2 separate regions of the Sus scrofa genome follow, and region 2 is linked to region 1. A link is a contact called in public HiChIP or PLAC-seq data. All regions are on one chromosome and are shown on one strand. Each heading gives the region's core, a stretch centred on a gene start, on an enhancer-like site or on the middle of the called end of the contact. The rest is flanking DNA. Distances are from core to core; before and after follow the strand shown. Region 1 holds the start of LOC102157617 (a long non-coding RNA gene). Region 2 overlaps WNK1 (serine/threonine-protein kinase WNK1).

The links. HiChIP or PLAC-seq counts read pairs in DNA pulled down with a chosen protein or histone mark.
Region 2: a contact with region 1 is called in an H3K27ac HiChIP or PLAC-seq map of alveolar macrophages. The contact joins two enhancer-like sites. A contact is called at or near these places in 1 of 47 Hi-C or Micro-C datasets (embryonic fibroblasts) and 2 of 2 datasets of contacts at active chromatin or transcription factors (alveolar macrophages and skeletal muscle).

Annotation. Positions count from the first base shown.
Region 1 is chr5:67,917,419-67,923,406 of Sscrofa11.1, reverse strand. It overlaps LOC102157617 (a long non-coding RNA gene), which reads right to left and starts at 5,930. Exons shown (of 3, transcript XR_002344145.1): 1 at 5,173-5,930; 2 at 4,533-4,675. Within about 2 kb of position 1,671, at least 20 of the 83 cell types and tissues checked have an H3K27ac peak or open chromatin away from gene starts, as enhancers often do. A contact at or near this core is called in alveolar macrophages, where this site is marked.
Region 2 is chr5:68,055,126-68,061,006 of Sscrofa11.1, reverse strand. It overlaps WNK1 (serine/threonine-protein kinase WNK1), which reads right to left. Exons shown (of 29, transcript XM_013997884.2): 2 at 4,972-5,023; 3 at 4,852-4,969. Among named protein-coding and RNA genes, the nearest start is that of WNK1, 57 kb to the right of the region's middle. Within about 2 kb of position 4,541, at least 7 of the 83 cell types and tissues checked have an H3K27ac peak or open chromatin away from gene starts, as enhancers often do. A contact at or near this core is called in alveolar macrophages, where this site is marked.

The DNA of each region.
Region 1 (5,988 bases), core at 422-2,921:
CAATGACTAGTGATCGATGTTCTTTGCTCTGCAGAGGCTCCTGGGTTTTCAGGTGGAGGTCCTGGAAAGGGGTGGGCAAGGAATGAAAATGATGGCTGTGCCTCCCAAGACCTACCCCACCTCCCAGAGATGGGCTTCAAAACGGGACCTGGAGGGGCCATTAGTCTAGCAGACCAAAGGCCTTGTTTTCCAAAGGAGACAACAAAGGTCCAGAGATGTGTGATGTTTAACTGGACCTTAGAATTCTCACACACAATCTGTCCAAAGAAGCCACCACACTGGGCCGAGGATCCAATGGACAGCAGACAAACTCCTCAATAAAGACTGTAACTGTGGACTAACCCACACACTCAACTTGCCAAACACAGTGCGTACATCCAGTGTCAAGAACTTGATCTTCCCAACCACTCAGTGGTCATGACTCCACCTTTGACAATAGAGGGACTGAAGTTCCTGGAGCCCAAGCAAAGCATCAGGGCAGGACTCAAACCTAGGTTTTCCATTTGTCCTGCTCTGGCTCAATGGTTTCCAGATGTGGTCCCTGGTGCTACAGCCTCCCATCACTTGGAAGCTTATTAGAAATGCAAATTATCAGGCTCACTGGGGATCTACAGGATCAGAAACCCTGGGACCCGGCCAGGCAATCTGCATCTTAACACATCCCTTGGTTATTCTGATGCACATAAAGTTTCAGAACCACTACTTAGAGACATGATTGATTGACTGGGGTGGGGGTGATGGAGTCTCCAAGCCTGGCCTCCCTGCCTCCAGGTAATCCCAGATACGCCAAGGAGTAGCACGTGCACTGGACCTGGAGGAAGGCAGCCCACCCAGAGTCAGGCAGGGATGGTGCCAAAGCCAGACCCTGGTTGGAGCAGATGCCAGGGAGGCGGGGCTGCCAGTCAAGCTTCTGAGAGCACACGGGATCCAAGTCTCACAAGCCCAGACTTCTTGTTCTGATGCAGCCACGACCACACTGTCCCTGCTGCTACTTGCCTGCCACATACTTGTGGGGATTTACACCCACTCTGATGAGACGGTTTGGGGTTACTGCAGCCTGGGAAAGGGGTGTGTTAGACAGGCCCAGCCCCCTGGGGAGATGAAGCATAGTGAAGGGCACCAGAGAAGACGGCTTTCTCTTTCCTGTCACCCAGCCCTGCCTCTCGTGCAGGAGGACAACTACAGGCATGAATGTGACTTCCCCGTAGGCCACCTGGGTGGGGGACACTTGCTTTCTCTTGGGCAGTGGAGGAAAAAAAAATTACAGGGCCCTGGGGACAGGAGGAGAGAGGGCAGGGGGCAGTGCTGAAACACCAGCCAGGCAGGCTCCTGCAATCTGGAGTGTCTCTGCAAAAGGACTGCACTGTCCTGGATGGCAAGCCCCAGAGCTGGGAGTTCGCCAAGCCCCAAGCCAGGACAATGGAAAACCCGTGCACCTCTCTGTGGTGGACTCCCCGTTTCCACAGCCCCCATCCAGGAACCAGGGTGGGTCACCCCGGAGTGCTAAGGTCAGGCTTTGGTCTCTGTTTTGTGTGCCTGCCTTGTGCCCAGGCACAGAGTCCAGGGGCCAGCATCAGCCTGGAAACACATTTTCAGTCCTAATCTGTTCACAGCCAGGCTGGTCTCATTCATACAGCTGGGACCTTTCCCCTGCAGCTGCAGTTTCCTAGAAATGTGGCCGCCCAGTGTTATGATTCAAACAGGGCTCAGTCCCCAGGGATGGCAGGGCAGGGTGGAGCTGGCTGTGCCGGACCTCTGATGCCACACCCTGTCTCTCTCTCTGGTTTTCACAGCAATCTCTGTAATTTAATGCTCATCCACACCCCTGATTGTGAACGGCCTTCAAGAGGGTGAGGGGTGGGAGTGGGGAACAGAAATCTTGCAAAACCCCAGACTGTTCTGGTTGCCACAACAATCTCTGTAAACCAGACGCTGGGCAGTGCCAGGCAGTATCGCCGGACAGCCAAGGCCTTCTCGGCCCCACAGGGCCTACAAGCTGCAGGGTCCAAGGAGCAAAAGCTCCGGATCCTCCATAAAAGCTACGATTTCTCCTCTCCAGTATCCTGGCTGTTGGTGGTGGGGGTGCTGAAGAGGAGGCAGGCTAGGGTAGGGGGAAGCACACAGTAGACAAGCTTCTGCTCAATACGGTGTCCATTGGTGTCCCCAGACCCCAAGCATTCAGGATTGCCTGGTTGTCTCCACATGCATTTCACAGTAGCAGCCTGCAGGGGACTGTCACTGTCAGAGACAGGCGACAGAAGGACCGGGACACAGAGGAGCCCTGTTACTTTGTTTTCCATTCTCCATGGGATGTGCAGTATTTTTCCTCCTCCCAGAAGAAGTCAGCATCCTCCTCTGTCATCCTGATGTGACCTACTTATCTACTCCCTTTAAAGGGAGAGACCCTGGCAGGCATCCCAGTCCAGGGCAGTTCTGTCTGCAGTTCAAAGAGATGAGCTCTTCCATAAGGAAAATCCAGAAGCTGTAAAATCGGGGGGTGGGGGTGGGGTGGAGCAAGATAGGAGGGAGGTCAGGCAAGGATGGGGAGGAGGGAGAAAGAGGTTGGTCGTGCCCCAGGACAGTGCTCAGTGGTGGGCCATCAGGCCCAAGTCAGGCCATGACTAAGCGGAAGAGGTTTGGGGCCACAAGAGGTGGTGGAGGCAGCAGATGCCAACTGCTGGAGAATGTCCCCAAACCCAAGTAAAATCAAGCACAGTCCAGCTCTTGCAGGCTCCCCACTCTCTGCCCCGGTTCCCTGAGCTGAGGGATCTCGTCTGAGTCCCTTTCCTTACCTGCAAAATGGGGATAATAATCTCTACTTCAGAAGACTGATGGAAAGATTTAATCATTTACCCCACCTTTGTTCAGAAAACTCGACTAGGTCTCAGAACAATGGCACACACGGGCTAACAGCTGCCATCCATAAGCACTACGTCTTCTGCAGGAGGCACTGTAAGTTGAGTTTATCTCACTTAATTCTGCATGGAAGGTATTATGCCCAATCAAGAGCCTCAGGCTCAGAGAAGTTAAATCACTTATGCAAAGTCACGCAGCAAATAGCAGAGCTGAGGTTCACATTCATGGCTGTCCACTCAAGGCATGTGCTCTGCCCTGGACTGTAACATCACTGGCCTTAATGAGAAAGGATTTGGCAAAACCCCTGTCCCCAAATCTTAAGTAAATTTAGAATGCTGAGTCAGACTGGGGCTGGAGGAATCAGAGAATAATTGGGTTGTACAATGCTATCATTTTACCTTGGCACTCGGCAGAGACTGTCTTGCAGTCTGAAGGCTGTAAACGCCTAGCTGGTTTCGAGCTGCTAGGCCTCCAGTCTGGCCTCTTTCCAACCCATTCTCCTCACTGAAGCCACAGAGAACATTTTCCTGCTTCTATCAGTGGTTCCCAGCTGCCCTCAGGATTACATCCAAATGCAATGTGGTCAGGGCCTGTCCTAGCCTTAGCAGGCCCTAGGCTTGAGAGGCCCTTCCCCTGTTTTAATCAAATGTACCAAAATATACTCATATCATTCACCAGATCGGCATCTTTTCACGTAAAAAAAATTGAAAGGATTTTTAATACTTTGAATGTCAAAGTGGTTAATTTAAATATTCAGTTTTCACATGCAGATGTCAATATAGTTTTTTCAGGCCTCAAATACTGGGGGCCTTTGGAAAGTTGTTTTTTTGTTTTTTTGTTTTTTTTTTTTTTGTCTTTTGTCTTTTGTTGTTGTTGCTATTTCTTGGGCCGCTCCCGCGGCATATGGAGGTTCCCAGGCTAGGGGTCGAATTGGAGCTGTAGCCACCGGCCTACGCCAGAGCCACAGCAATGCTGGATCCGAGCCGCGTCTGCAACCTACACCACAGCTCACGGCAACGCCAGATCGTTAACCCACTGAGCAAGGGCAGGGACCGAACCCGAAACCTCATGGTTCCTAGTCGGATTCGTTAACCACTGTGCCACGACGGGAACTCCTGTAAAGTTTTTAAGGACTATCCACAGCCTTCTGGGTAGCCCCGATCCACTTCCCCCACATGCCAAGCAGGCTTTTGTAAATACTGTTTCTTCTGCCTAGAACTTTTTCTCCTTCTCACTGTAAGTGCTCAGGCCATTCTATCCTCCCTGCAGTTTACTGATTTTGACCTAAGTTCACAGATACTTAACCTCTCAGTTTCCTTGTGTGTAAAACAGGAGTAACAGTAATACCTATGTCATAGCACTTTTAAGAAGATAAGTTAATACACAAAGTATGACTCATGAACCATCACCTGGAAGCTTGTCAGAAATGCAGAATCTCAGGCCCCACCCCAGATAGAATGAATCAGAATAACAAGATCCCAGACTTCCTGTGTGGTTCACAACAGAATAACAAGATCCCCGTATGCACATTTAAGCTGAAGGATCACTGCACTAAAGCACTTATAACAATGCCTGTCACATAATAAACACTCAATAAACAACAGCTGTTTTATTATCATCATAATTATTAAAGGTCAAACTTTTATAGCTGTCTCCAGTTTCCCCTCTGGACTTACTTTTAAATTCCAAATTCTAGTTCAGTGGTTCTGAAACGGAGTTCTTAGGGAACACTGGCATCCTGGGAGCTGGACCTGGGCTCCAGCTAGAGACTGAGGCTACAGTCAAGGCTATTTCCTGCACTCAGGTAGCTTCTCTCCATCTGCAAAGGGAGACAGGGAAGGAAAGAGGCAACTACAATAGGTGGGGTGACAAGGGCTCCCAAGACAGGGATGAAGAGAGCTGCTGGGAGGCCGCTGACACCGACTTGTGGGGTCAAGGGAAGTGCTATTTAATCTAAGAGCTGAAAGATGAGCTGGTAACACAGCCCCCCACCCGCAAGGTGGTCGCTAGTGGACTGACTGCTCCCACGGTATGACAGGGCCTGGAAAGGCCTTCAACTTCGCTCTAGGGAGTGAGTAAAGATCTACTAAGGAGATCTTGTTTCTTGCTGGCCAGGCAAACAAGGAAGCCGTGGCGATTGGAGTCTGGTCCCTACTTGGCGTCCTGGTATGAAGCCTGGTCACTTACAAAAAACTTTGGCTTCCTTTTAAACCAGAACCTCAGCAGTTGTAAAACTGCTACTGTGGACACCTGGGTTTTCTCATTTGCAGGAGGAGAACAATAATACATCCCTACAGGGTTCTTGTGAAGATTTACATGAGAGGCAGGTCAAATCCCAGGCACACAGCAGGGTAGAATCAAGAGTTTCAGAGTTCTGAGCTGTGCGGCAGCGTCTGAGCCCATGGGCTGGACCTTTGAAACTGCAAGCATTTCTTCCCATATGAGACACGTTCCAACAGCTGGTCGGCTGTGAGCTGCAAGGGCAGTCTCCTAGGGGTCCGCGGGGTTGCGGGTGGCTAGTTCTGTAACAAAGAGAAGGCGCGCTCTTCCCGGCCCTGGGCAGCCCCTGATGGACGCTCTGCAGGCTTCAGAATATACCTGGCCCAGTGGAAACAAAGTCGTTTTTTGCACGCTCAACGAGTCTTTTTCCAGGGGTCTTCGGAAGCCGGGCTTTCCCTCCTCACGCGCGAGAGGCCGGCGGGCGGAGAACCAGATTGGCTAGGAAGGCCGGGCCGCCATTGATTGGCTGCGAGGGCAGGGACGCCACTGATTGGCTGCGGGGGGCAGGGACGCCGCCGATTGGCTGCGAGGAGGACTGCAGGACCCTTTCGGCGTCCGCGACTGCGAAAGCGAGGTCAGGTGACTCCCCGGAGCCGGCGGAGAGGAAGCCGCGGTCGAGCGCTGGGCGGGCGCTACGTTTGGCCTTGAACTTTTGTTACGTGGCTTCATTGTTTCCTTCCTCCGCTGAAGGTCGGGGCCAGTCCTCGCCCTTTTCTGAAGCGTGACACCCCCTCCCCACCAGGCGGCTCCGGCCCGAGGGCAGTGGGGCCTCTTCCCGCCTCGCGGAGCGGATGCTCTCACTGTGGGCGGAGCCGCCCGGGCTATTTCGGTTCCTTCTCCGCCCCGAGTCTT
Region 2 (5,881 bases), core at 3,292-5,791, 130 kb before region 1:
AACACAGTTCCTATCGTGGCTCAGTAGTTAATGAATCTGACTAGGAACCATGAGGTTGCAGGTTCGATACCTGGCCTCGCTCAGTGGGTTAAGTATTCCGCGTTGCCATGAGCTGTGGTGTAGGTCAAGCACGTGGCTTGGATCTGGCGTTGCTGTGGCTCTGGCATAGGCCAGCAGCTACAGCTCCAATTAGACCCCGAGCCTGGAAACCTCCATATGCTGCGGGTGCGGCCCTAGAAGACAAAAAAGGACATCAAAAAAAAAAAAAAAAAAAAAGACAATGGCTGACAAGCACACAAGCTCAACATCATTACTCTCTAGAAAATGCAAATCAAATGAGACAACATGTCACACCCAGCAGGATGGCTATTAAAAACAAACAAACAAAAAAAACAAACAACCCCCCCCCAAAAGTTGGCAAGGATATTTAGAAATTGGAACCCTTATACATTGCTAGTGGGAATGTAGAACGGTTCAGCAATTGTGGAAAAGTTTGATGGGCTCTCAAAATGTTATTAATAGAATTACTATTTGACTTGGCAATTCTGCTCAGGTATATATATCTAAAAGAAATGAAAACTAGTAGTCAAACAAACACTGAACACACATGTTCACAGCAGCACTCTTCCCAACAGCCAAAAGATGGAAACAGCCCAAATGTCTATCAACAAATGAATGAACAAATTGTGGTGTATCCATGAAATGAAACACTACTTAGTCATAAAAAGGAATGAAGTATTGATACATGCTGTGACATGAACCTTGAAAATATGCTTAAGTATAAGTAGTCAAACACAAAAGCCATATATTTTTATATTCCATTTATATGAAATACCTTGATCAGAGATATCCTTAGAGACAGAAAGTAGTTGGTGCCTGCCAAGGGCTGGAGTGAAGGGAGAATGAGGAGTCGTTTAACGGGTTTTTGTTTTGAAAGATGAAGAATTCTCAAGATTGGTTGCACAGCAATATTAATGTGCTTAACATTACTAAACTATATACTTAAAAATAATTAAATGGTAAATTTATGTTTTATGTTTTTATCACAGTAGAAAAATTCCATTCCATAAATCCTAGAGATCAGCTAGTCCAATCACTTATTTTACACATGGACAACTGAGGCCCAGAGAGGATCTACTTGCCCAAATCGCAGTTGATCAAAGTCAAAACAGGGAGTAGAGTCCTACTCTAAGTCAAGTGCTCTTTCTACTTTACCTCCTGCTACCTTTGCTTTGAGGCTCCGAAACTGAAACAAACAATGACAGGAAAAGAAAACTTTAAACTTAGAAGAAAAATGCCTCAAAACTTAGATCATATGCAATTAGACAGAAAATACACTGCATGGGACAGGGAATGGGGAGTAACTGCTTCATGGGTACAGGGTGTTCTTTTAAGGTGATGAAGATGTTTATGAACTTGACAGATGTGGTTAAACAACATTATAAATGCAATAAATGCTACTGAACTGTACACTTTTAAAAGGTTAATTTTATAGTACATGATTTTCATTCCAAATTTTTAAACAACTCTAACTTTATTTTTATTTTTTATTTTTTTGTCCTTTGTCTTTTTTTGTTGTTGTTGTTATTGTTGCTATTTCTTGGGCCGCTCCTGCGGCATATGGAGGTTCCCAGGCTAGGGGTTGAATCGGAGCCGTAGCCACCGGCCTACGCCAGAGCCACAGCAATGCGGGATCTGAGCCGCGTCTGCAACCTACACCACAGCTCACGGCAACGCCGGATCGTTAACCCACTGAGCAAGGGCAGCAGGGATCGAACCCGCAACCTCATGGTTCCTAGTCGGATTCGTTAACCACTGCGCCACGATGGGAACTCCCAACTCTAACTTTAGAATTAATCTACTGAACCAAATTTTCCTTTCCCATACCTTCCCATCTTATTTTTCAGGTATGGGTGTTTGTTTCAATTTAAGTATTTATACATATGTGGAAAAAAGGCACAAACTCAAGACGGTCCAAAAAGCTTATATTTTGGAAGTAATTCTCATCCCTTTCATCCCATTTGCCTTCCACATGCTACCAGTGTTCCTAACTATTCTGTTTTCTTTCAAGTATGAAGTACTTGTTTTGGACTATATAAACATCCTCAATCTGAGCCATCCTTTCCTCAAATATTATCTTTCCTTATTCTCTTGATTCCTTCCTTCTAGAATGATAATGAAATCTAATGTCTTCTCCATGTCTCAACTTCTTTTTCATACTTTCCATCTTTTTCTGCTTTCTGACTACTCATAGTCTTGTCAATTCAATCTAGTCTGTGGTTTAAATTAACTGTGGAAGTTTTAATTTTAAAGATTTATCCTTATTCCTAAAAGTTCTTTGGGTCTTTTATAATTATGCCTGGACTTTCCTGATGGAGTTATATTCTGTCATTATAGTTTCTGTTTCTTCTTTTATCACTTCATATGGATGTATATACTTACAAAAATCATTACATCTTTTTTATTGTTACATGTTAATTTTATAATCACTTTCAAATTTGTCTATAGTACCTTTAATTCCTGCAGTGCTACTTTCCTGTTGTATCTGATCATCTCTGCTGGTGTGATTTGTAATTTTTTCTTTTGGTCTTTTAGGGCCACACTGGCGGCATATGGAGGTTCCCAGGCTAGGGGTAGAATCAGAGCTGTAGCTGCTGGCCTATGCCAGAACCACAGCAACATGGGATCTGAGCTTATACCACAGCTCCCAGCAACACCAGATCCTTAACCCACTGAGCAAGGCCAGGGATCAAACCCGAGTCCTCATGGATGCTAGCTGGGTTCATTAACCACTGAGCCACGATAGGAACTCCTGATTTGTAATTTAATTTTGAGGTCACCTTCGCTGGGGACTGTTTTGTCCATAGGTACTATAACCAATCAGGTGAAAGTGTCCCTGTGGGTTTACACTGGGGTTTGGATCAATTACAATGTTCATTTTTTGGTCTAAGATATTTGTAACAAGCTGGTAGTATAAATTTATATTATAGAGCCACCTGTATATGATCTAGGCTGAGGTTTTTCACAGGGACTCCCCTCTCAGCCAAAGTCCTGGGCAGAGGGGCAAAATTCCTTGTAGCTTTCACTGGTTGAGGTGCAGAGTTCTTTATTTTAATGGATAATTCAGTTTCTTTGATATAGGCTAAATTCCAGCTCCCCCTTCTACTGAGTTCTAAAGCCTTCTGTCCTGACATGGACATTAAAATTCTAGTTTCCAATCTTCAAACCCCTTATCTGATGTGAAATCCCAATAGTCTGTCAGGGCATCAACTCTTTGTTTTCGCCTTAGGCTACTTCTTCTTCACCTTTTATTAGGAGCTTACCCCCTCTTTCTTTGAAGCTTAGATTTGTAGCTTCAAATTTGAAGCTTTATTATAGTCTACATTTTAGTTTGTTAATGGGGGAAGATCCTTCTACAGGGGCTTAACCCACTATGTTACCCAAAGCCCTTCAATAACAGTTTCTAGAGCAAGTGAGCTACTGTAGGGTATTATTATAGGGAATGCCTGACAGACTATTGACAACCCGCTGTATTCAAACCAGAAAAGAATCTCAAGATACATATATACACAACTACTACCACCCTTAATTCATCAAATATTTATCAAGTTTCAGACACAGAGCTAAGGAGCGCAGTCTACGAAAAGAAACAGACATGTGAAGAATAAGAAGTCTAGACAGCCAGGAGAAAGATGTCGCCATAAATATTAGAAAAGCTGGATGGGGAAATTGGAATTTACAGGGAGGAAATAATCTGTTGGCTTTTCAACATGTGAATTTTAAGCATCCAACAGCACACGTATGTGACCAGATTCAGTACATGAAAGACTGTGTTGCAAAGATCTGGGATTAACCAGCTCAGTAGTACCAACTAGAGAGAATTATAAGGAATAAATATATTCCAGAGAGAAAAATTTTAACAATCTAATTCCTCCACAAAAAATTTACAGCACATAATTTACACTAGTTTCCTATGAATAATAGATACTCTAAGAGACATGGGACTCCAAAAGCATATTACCTTAAAACTCTGGGTAATAGGGAACAGGGAATTTCTGCAATTGACTTATCTGTATTCCTGAAGGGAATATAGGTCTAGCTGTTTTGGCTTCAATTTCTGATGCTTTGGGAAATGAAATTATCTCGTGATAAATGTCACAATACAATCTGCTTTCTTTTTTTTTTTTTTTTTTTTTTTTTTTTTTGTCTTTTGAGGGCCACATCTGAGGCATATGGAGGTTCCCAGGCTAGGGGTCCAATCAGAGATTTAACTCCCAGCCTAAACAATAGCCACAGCAATGCAGATCCGAGCTGGGCTGTGACCTGTACCATAGCTTACAGCAACGCCAGATCCTTAACCCACTGAGCGAGGCCAGGGATTGAACTGGAGTCCTCATGGATGCTAGTCAGGTTCATTAACCACTGAGCCACGAGAGGAACTCTACAATCTGCATTTGATACAAACTGCCCAATACAAGGTGATAAAATAAATGGGTAAAGCTTGTTAATAAGCTTCAACTTCATTTTAACCACTAGAGGGCTACCTTGTCATTAGATTTCTGATCTCTAAGTTTACTCAATTTTAGAAATGCCAATTGTCGTGACTTAATCGTAACTAGGTTTATTCAGAAACAACTTCTCATTTTGATACTGACCAATACATAATTATCAAACCACTTTATACACCAGAGAACTATGTGGACAGGAAAATGTGCTAATACACTAACATCATTGTTTGGCGTGACTGTTTCTTTCTTAGTATGCTAGGCAACAAGAGAAGAACGGATAAGGCCTGAAATAACAAGTTCTCTCATACTTCTTGGTCAGCTTTGATAATATTGGTGAACTTACGTTTTAAGTGTTCCAGATGTCATAAGTTCAGTCACCAGAACAATGCACTTCTTTCCCTTTACTGTGGATTCCCAAGAATCATAGAATCGAACGATATTGGGATGCTGAAGACCTTTAACATTTCAGCTTCTTCTTTAAATCTTTGCCTCTCAGACTTTGTTAATTTTCGATCCTAAAATAAAAAAGCAAAGTAGAATGTAGTTTAAAATACTAAAACACCAAGTCACAGTTAAATTTAGATGCTAAACATGTACTAAATTATAATGATCAAATGTTAAAACATCCTAACACTGAAATTACTAATTTTATCACCCCGTTACATGAGTATGAAAACAGGCTGAAGTATATAAAATCATGCTTGAGATTATTCTTTACTGATTTATCTTTACTGTTAAAGATATAGACACATTTTAGAAGCACAATTTACCACTTCCAAAATAAATCATTTATTGATGGAGACATTCAATTTAGTAATGAAACAAGTATGGGTTTTAGAGGTGGTGAGATCTAAGTATAAATTCCAGTTTTGTCTTTGCTTTGACTAAAATTTCCTTCATGAATACAGTCAAGCCCTCCACACTGACTGGTTCCACATTCATCCATAGATTCAGCCAACTGCAAATCAAAAATCAAGATTATAATAGCTTGCTCACATGCTGATTACTATTTATATACCCTTTATAATGGATTTACAACTGTTTACACAGCATTTATATTGTACTAGGTATTATAAATAATCTAGAGATGATTTACAAGTATACAGCAGGATGCACAAATACTATCCATTTTATAAAAGGGATTTGAGCATCCTCAGATTTTGGAATCCATAGGGGGTGGAGGGTGGGGTCCTAGAAACAATTTCCCCCACCTCCCAGGGATATCAAGAGATAACTGTGGATATCTTCACCTCATAGAACTGTTGTAAGAATTAAATAATCTACTAGGTATGTTTCCATCACACATTTAAAGTGCCTGGCATGTCCTAGGTTAATTCACTTCTTATCTGAGATCAATTGGAGAAAAGTACTTA